2 separate regions of the Rattus norvegicus genome follow, and region 2 is linked to region 1. The links are chromatin contacts, called in public Hi-C maps. All regions are on one chromosome and are shown on one strand. The core of a region is the stretch at or near the end of the contact, and the rest is flanking DNA. Distances in the headings are between cores, read along the strand shown. Region 1 has its middle 270 kb from the start of Sp3. Region 2 overlaps LOC108350397 (a long non-coding RNA gene).

Region 1 (4,016 bases), core at 770-3,269:
ATGTTCTCTTGCTATCCAGTTTCACTATGCAAACCCATACCCACACAGCCAGCAACATTGTTTCTCCATCTTAAGTTGCACTAAGATGCCGTGGCTCTCTCTGAGAAAGGTAGCTTGCCGATGACCAAGAGGCCTTATGTGCTGCAATTGCTAGGAAAGACACTAATCCTGAAGGATTTCAGTATGGACGATACGCGGGCCTTAGTTACCATTGTGGACCTCAGTAATAACGGCGGGGAAGGTACCAGTGGTGGTTTAGATGAAGGCATCTGCTTCGAATTACTGTAATTATTTTGGTCTACTTGTCTTTCGAAGTTCAGGCATGAGATTGCAAAGCCTGGAGTGAGTGGAGTTATGACTGACAGATCATCGTTCACTCCGAGGGAAATCCTGAATGCCATTCTCATCAGGCTGCATGGTAAGAGCAAAGTGAACCAGCATGTTCCAATGTCTGTGGAAAGGGGGGAATGCCCACAGAAGGGGAAACTTCCCGCACTCGGTAAGGTAAGAAAGATGTGTGGCCGTGCAGTATGGCCGAGGCCCACAGGCTGCAACACACAGGACCACTGGAGAGGTTAAGGGTGAAGGGCCTGGAGAGGAAGGACAGGGAGAGAGGATGTGCAGAGTCACAAACCCCAAAGCCCCAGGGCCAGGCAGCGAGGCACAGCGGGTGCAAGGCGCTGCAAATGCCTGTGAGCGCAGAAGTGTTCACAGAGGAAATGACACATCTGGATCTGCATCAGAAAGGAAACATGAAGGAGAGAAGAGTAAGAGCTACAGATGTGGCGTGATCAATGCTTCTGGAAGCTGATGTTGAACAGGTAGATTTTCTTACTATATCCCTTATTCCTTTAAACATTTCAACGTTTCCATAAACAAAAAGTAAAAGAAAACGCTTTAAATGTACACAGAAGTAGGTGCATAGGGCTGCCATTTTAAGCCTCTGTGACCGAAAACATACACGTGCACACATCAAAATGGCTGCCCTTTTGTATCCGATCACAAGAGGATGACAAGTAATAAGCTCATGACTGTGATTGATAAGGAAGTCCCAAAGCCAACAGGATCATGAGGCACGACAGCTTCCATTTCTATAGATCAAACATCGCTTACTACAAACAGAATTTGGGCCCTGCAGCATATTTAGATTCCCATACACAGCCACACACACCCATACGCACGTCTGCGCACTCACCAGCACCATCCCAGTGTCGAGACGCTTTGGAAAGTGGCCAGCTCCTTAAGAGCCAACCGGCCTTTCATGGTCAGCCTAGCCAGCCAGTTCACAGGATTCCCGGGTGTCAAGGTGAACATTTAGTCACGGCCGTACTTCCTAGACTACAGTAAGGAGTGGTTAAAGTATGTGTTAGGTTGATTGACCAAACAGCCTTTACACCTTAGAGACTTCATCTTGATGCTTCATAGAAAGTCTATACAGAGAAAATGAGCAAAGGAGAACTGTTGGGATAAAAAAAAAAACTTTAATGTAATGTAATGTACATTATAGAAGGTAATCAGCAATGCAAAAAAAAAAATACCTACGGGATTGGCAAGATGGCTCAGAGGAGAAAGGCACAGGCTACCAAGTCTGATGACCTGAGTTTGATCCCTGGCACCTCCGTAGTAGAAAGAGAGAACTGACTCCCAGAATGTCACATGTGTGTCCTGGCACACACACACACACACACACACACACACACACACACACACACGGGGGAGGAGGGCGGAGGAAGTGGGGAGGGAAGGACGGGGAGGGAGAGGGGGACAGGGACAGGGAGAGAATGTAAAATAATGTTTTTAAATTGTCTCCCCAGATAGATATAAAGATGCTAGACACATACACGGACAGACAGGCTAAAACATGACTCTAAACATGTTTATCACATTAACATCTTCCAGGCCTGACTTTGAAGCTGCTCTAGTACATTCCAGGCCACATTCCCCACGGGCCACATAGGCTAGGACTAGAGTCACAGTCAACTCCCTTTTCCGAAGTGTCCGGGAGCGGTTGGAGACCCGCCCGTGCAGCATGACTCAGCAGTGTGGGATGGAAAGTTTCCGAGCAGATCCTGTCCTAATCAGGCGGGCATGGAGGATGGAGGTTGGCAGGTGAGGGCTCCCAGGTACGGGTGCAGTCAAGTACCCTTACTATGGAGGCAGTAGTGCTGGCTATCGAGAGCTGCCATCCCGCTCACCTGAGCTCCCAAGCCAGTTCCTGCTACATAGACAGGCAGGGTACAAGAGAGAGCCTGACTCAGCGAGTAACACCAAATCGGGATCCAATGCAAAGTATCCCCACCAACAGCCTTCGTTTGCACGCATCTGCCTTCTCTAGCCCGCCCTCCTCTGGACTCCTAGTAAGTGATAAAACTTTCCCGAAGCCAGAGCACACAGTACCCTCCCCGCCCCCGCTCCAGAGTCATTTCCCTGTGACTAAGACTCAGTAGAAACAATCGCCTTTCCTCTTCTTGGCTCAGCCTGACTTCGAGACATGACAAGTGACAGAGTAATTCAGTTGTGACAGGAGCACCACCAGGGGACACACTTGTCAATGGGCCCATCTGTCTACTGTCACTCTCTATCCCTTCAAAAGCTTTCAAGATTGCCCCTCGGCTGGGAGTGTTACAGGCAGAATTACACTCACTCATCCCACTCCTGCTGCATCAGCCAGTTGCTTTAGAGAGGGGCTGGGAGTGGGGGACGGGGAGGGGCAGCCACAGGGAGGGCAGAGGGTGAGCCTAGAACTTGCAGCCCTCTTCCTGTGCTCTAGGGGTTTTCACAGAATGAAAATAAGGAATGGTGATGTCCTGCGCTTTTTTTCACCAAGGGTTGCCCAGTGGCCACTACAGATACAGCAAAGTGTAGATGAAGCAATACGATTCATGGGTGCTGCCCTCACTGAGCTGAGGGGCTTCTAAAGAAGCTACAAGCCTGTGCAGACTGTATGGTTACCAGGTCACCACGTTTTATAACTCGGAAGCAGATGAGTAGCATAGATCCTAGACGTTGTGTGTTGGCTACTGTTGACACCAAACAGCCACAACTGAAGTCCAGCCGTGACAACATCCCTCCCTGTAGTTCCGTTCCTCAAATGTTGGATGGTCTCCTCACCCAGACTGGGATGTTTAAGGCTGGACCTGATCTCCCCTGTGTTCTGCAGGCTTCCCCATGCCTGGTACACTGTGGACTGAACAGTAGCTCTTGGTGAACACCTAACTTTGGTATTCTCTTAGGTATCCTTTGGCACCCCTGCCTTGGGTTTGACATCACTCGGCTTGTTCTACATTAGAATTAAGTTCTGAGAGGACAGGCATCTTCTTGCCAATCTCTGTCTTCCTGGTAGGCATGCCTAAGTGCACTAATTTAACAATCGATTATTGAAACGTTGCCCACAACCGTCATCAAAGCGGCCAGAATATGAAGAAGCCAGGCCTGATAACACGGGTCTGCCATTTAGTACTCAGGAGGCTGGGACAGGACAGTTTGGAGTCCAAGGTCAGCCTGGACGACAAGTGTAAACCATGTCTTGAAAAATTAGGCCCGCAGCTCAGTGCTACAGTGCTTAACTACTGCGCACAAAACCCTGAAACAGATCCCAGTTTTGCAGAAGAACAACAACAGAAATTAACTCGACAGCAAATAGACGCCAGTAAGAGAGGAGAGAGCCAAGCTAAGGATATAACTTAATATTAGAGCATTTGCCTAGCATGCTCGTGCCCCTGGGTTCAAATCTAAGCACTACCCTCCCCCTGAAAAAGATAAGAAATAAACGTCAAGTCTGCCAGTCCCCAAAACATACAGGCAATGTCATCTATACTATTTCTTTCTCCCAGTCACCTGAGGCTAACTTGGAAATCATAGGAAATGTCCATTTTTTACTGACAGTTGAAAAGCGCAGGCACACAGAGATCATTATTGGTTGCAACACCTGGGCTATCCTGTAGGAGGGTGGAACTCAGCCGGCATTGTTTTATTGTCTCCCAGATCCAAACAGGCGCCCCCACAAACACACTCAG
Region 2 (4,016 bases), core at 1,012-3,511, 150 kb after region 1:
GGGCCGAGTCAGTCGTTATGTTCCAAGAAGGTAGCTAAGAAACTTGCCCCCGGGCTGAACCCTTGGGGGGCCGAGTCAGCCGTTATGTTTCAGGAAGGTAGCTAGGAAACTTGCCCCCAGGCTAAACCCTTGCCATATTAGAATCCACCAATTATATCCCTGTAACCATGCATCTGCTTCTGTATGCTTGCTTCTGCTCCCCAAAATCCTATAAAAGCCCATCCTTGGTTCCGTGGGGCGCGCCAGTCCCCCGAGTGACTGAAGCGCCCGCAGGTGTCTGTGCCTGTGTATCCCGACAATAAACCAAATCCTCTTGCTGATTGCATCCTGTGGTGTCTCGGTCTGGTCTTTGGAGTTAGAGGGTCTCCATCCCGAGGGAAAGTTCTCCCTGAGAGCTTTTCACCTCAGGATGTGCGGACCAGAAAAAAAACACTCACCCAACTCATTCAAACCCCAGGGTGTTGTATTCATGCAACATCATGAGCAGTGAAAGGCACTGTGAACCAGGGGCAAAGAGTCGTTTCTAGTTTCATAATTACTGAAGGGAAACACATTTCAAAACCAGAGGTGTGGAACTAAGGCTTGCTTGTGACGGTGGTCCTACAAGACATACTAAATCACTGCCAACCACGCCACTCTCATGAATTATTACCCTCATAATATTACTCCAACTTTAGAATCCACCTATGTCTCTCTTGTGTATCACAAATCACAGGTAAGCCAACTTTTTTAGACGAAAATACTTTCTCTCACAGAAAGGAACTGAGAATCTTTTTGTTTAGATTTTTGTATTTTACGTATGAATGATTTGCTCGAATAGATTTCTGTAACATATGCATCCTGTAACTAAGGTTTGGACAGTTGTGACCCAACATGTGGGTGCTGGAGCCAGACCCAGGTCTTCTACAAGTACAAGAGCCCTTAACTGACGAGACACCTGTGCAGCCCGGGAAAGATGTCCTGATATAAACGATGCCGTCTGTGATGTTATAAACGATGCCGTCTGTGCAGTTGGAGGAAGATATCTTTATTCCAGATTTTGGAGACTCAACTCAGCCTGCAACTTGAATCTACATGCTTCCTTCCCCAAACAATTTTTTCACTTCTTATTCTAACTAAAAATTAAAACAGTCTAAAATCCCAAGTTCTGTTACTTTACACACCACTGAAATAAAAATGCCTAAGTCTGAATGTCGTGGCATTCTCATGAAATCCCAGCAGTCTGGGGGGTAGAGGAAGAAGGACCTGGATTGGAGTTCAAGACCAGTGTGGGCTACATGGGGACCATGTCTGAAAAAGAAGAGAGACTAATATTATCCTTGTCGCAGTGATTTTTAAATTCTCACTCTATCTGTACTGACCGCAAGTGAAATGTATTTACAAAGGAAGAATTTCCTTATTCTCCAGTTATTTCTTTGACATATCAGAACTTTGTGTGTGTGTTTGGGGGGGTTATTTTGTTGGTTTTTGTTTTGTTTTGCTTTGCTTTGTTTGTTTCAGTTTCTCTGTGCAGCCCTGGATGCCCTGGAATTTGCTTTGTAAACCAAGCTGGTCTCAACTCAGGGCTCTGCCCGTTTCTGCTAGGATTAAAGGTGTGTTGCCACCACACCCAGTGAGAATGTCAATTTTAAAAAGAATTTTCCTATGCTTTAATATTTCGTTGTGATGAGATCTTCTAGGCTATTACTAGTCCTTTCTGGCTTTTTGTTTTGAGTCTTTGTCTTAAATTTGGGATATATATATGTATTTATATATATATATATATATATATATATAGATAGATAGATAGATAGATAGATAGATAGATGTGTGTGTGTATGTGTGTATCACCAACTCTTATGTTTTAGCTCAATGACACATAAATCAGAAACAGTATTCATAGATAATCTCTGAAATTACTGAATAAAAAGGAAGTACAACGGCCTGATGGACAGCTCCAGGTTTGGTCTTCGCCTGACATTAGTGTTCTTACGACCAGAACTAAGACTGTTCTTGAAAACAGTGCACTGTGGTTCCATGATAAATCATACTGCACACGGTTTAGAGACGAGTGCACAGGCCCATCTGCACAGTGTAAGGAAGTCATTTAAATGGAAGCGGAACTCTTACGTAAGAGCCATTCCTAATTCCCACGCACAACTGCAGGAGCCCAGCATGTAAATGCACTGCTCCCTGAACAGGCACTACATGGACGTGTCCAGGGAGGATGGCCACAGTCTATCATTTCAATGGTCCTAGTCCAAAGATCTTGACTCACTTCGACACAGCAGACTGTGACAGTTCCATAGGCCCTGTTTTGGGTTACTGGGTCCATGCCCAGTAGAAGAGAGAGAGGAAAAGTGACCAGATGAGTCACTAGTGGCTGCGGCCCAAGCCCTTCGCCCCAGCTGGCACAGCAGTGGCTTTTCCACATCGGGTTCATCCACTGGACCCACACAAGGGAGGGTTTTATGTGGTTTGGCTTTAAGAGGCTAAAATTCAGCCCATGGGGAAAGACGCCAACCAGTTAACATGATGAACAAGTCTAAACCCTGGACAAAGCTCTGGGGTGTTCGCAGAACAGATAGCCACCACCCTGGAACATCGTGGAATAACAGTTTTGGGGGAATTATTCCTCCAAGCTTTACCTCATATTTGAAGGATAGGATGGCTGCTTAGTGGTTCACTTTTTTTCCCTGTAGGGATCAGGTGAAAAAGCATCCTATTTTGTACCAACCCAGCACTAATATCTATATATGCACCCCCCCTCCCAAGATCCTCATGGCATAGTCTAGTGTCAATAATAATTTGTTCATGGAGGAAAAGAGGAGCAATGCTGCTGTGGCAGAGACAGCTTGCCTGCCAAGCCTGGATGTTACTGGTGCTTGACTGATGTCATACAAGCCAATCTTGACATGATGTCATACAAGCCAATCTTGACATGATGTCATACAAGCCAATCTTGACATGATGTCATGCAAGCCAATCTTGGGCATTTCTTAGCTAGAGATTGGACCTGTACCATCCATCCTTAAACCTTCATCCTCTCTGGGAGACTGCACCTGCCAGAGGTGGGGGTGACTCCTACAACCCTGAGCAAACTTCATCACAGAATTATTTAGGAGAAATATGGCCGCGATTTGGCCTGACTAATATCATTCCTTCCTGATACCATTAAGCCATGGAAAATTTTACTTCCCAGCTATATCATTGAAAGGGTGTGTTTTAAATATGACAAGAATCTACAAATTAACATCAAATAATGTATTTCCAAGAAATAAGCATTCACATAGGCATAAGTACATAAGCGTTATGATTAAAGGCTTATATATTTATTTTCCAAGTAGCTTTCCAGTGAATCTTGATTTTTTGGTCCTTTTTTTGGTAACATTTACTTTTAAATATCTGAGTAGCAATAATGTAACTTAACCTTATAACCTTAGACATGTGATGCTCTTGGGTCTGTTAATACACATAGAGTTACATGTTGCTGTTTCTTTGAAAGACATTAGTTCAGGGGAACTTGTTTTTCCTGCATCCTTGATTGCTTTAGGAAAGATGACCACTGTCCATGCTGTCATATGGGAGTTGGGATTCTCCAGAGGACCAGAACCAACAGAATCCACCCTAGTAAGCTGCAATTTGCCACACATGATCAGAAGCTGAGGAAGCGCCCACAATAACTCTCTGTAGGCTGGAGCAGAGCCAGAAAAAATGAGTGAGTGCTCAGTGGAAAAAGTCAGCAGGGCTGGAGAGATGGCTCAGTGGTTAAGAGCGCTGATTGCTCTTCCAGAGGTCCTGAGTTCAAATCCCAGGAACCACATGGTGGCTCACAACCGTCTATAATGAGAGCTGAGGCCCTCTTCTGGTGTGTCTGAAGACAGCTACAGTGTACTCATAATAAATAAATAAATAAATAAATAAATAAATAAATAAATAAATAAATAAATAAATAAATAAATGTTAAAAAAAAAAGCCAGCAGCCCCAAACAAGAGGAGGCAAAGAAGTATGAGCCCAGCTGGAGGCTGGAGGTGGA

The links. A called contact is a pair of places that touch in the nucleus more often than the background predicts.
Region 2: a contact with region 1 is called in a Hi-C map of the Rat2 cell line, with 2.4 times the contacts expected there. The contact joins two enhancer-like sites. A contact is called at or near these places in 3 of 12 Hi-C or Micro-C datasets (the Rat2 cell line, hepatocytes and mammary epithelial cells).

What each region holds. Positions count from the first base shown.
Region 1 is chr3:77,996,467-78,000,482 of GRCr8, forward strand. No RefSeq gene overlaps it. Among named protein-coding and RNA genes, the nearest start is that of Sp3, 270 kb to the right of the region's middle. Within about 2 kb of position 2,020, at least 18 of the 93 cell types and tissues checked have an H3K27ac peak or open chromatin away from gene starts, as enhancers often do.
Region 2 is chr3:78,143,925-78,147,940 of GRCr8, forward strand. The region is part of intron 1 of LOC108350397 (a long non-coding RNA gene); the gene reads right to left. Among named protein-coding and RNA genes, the nearest start is that of Sp3, 120 kb to the right of the region's middle. Within about 2 kb of position 2,262, at least 27 of the 93 cell types and tissues checked have an H3K27ac peak or open chromatin away from gene starts, as enhancers often do.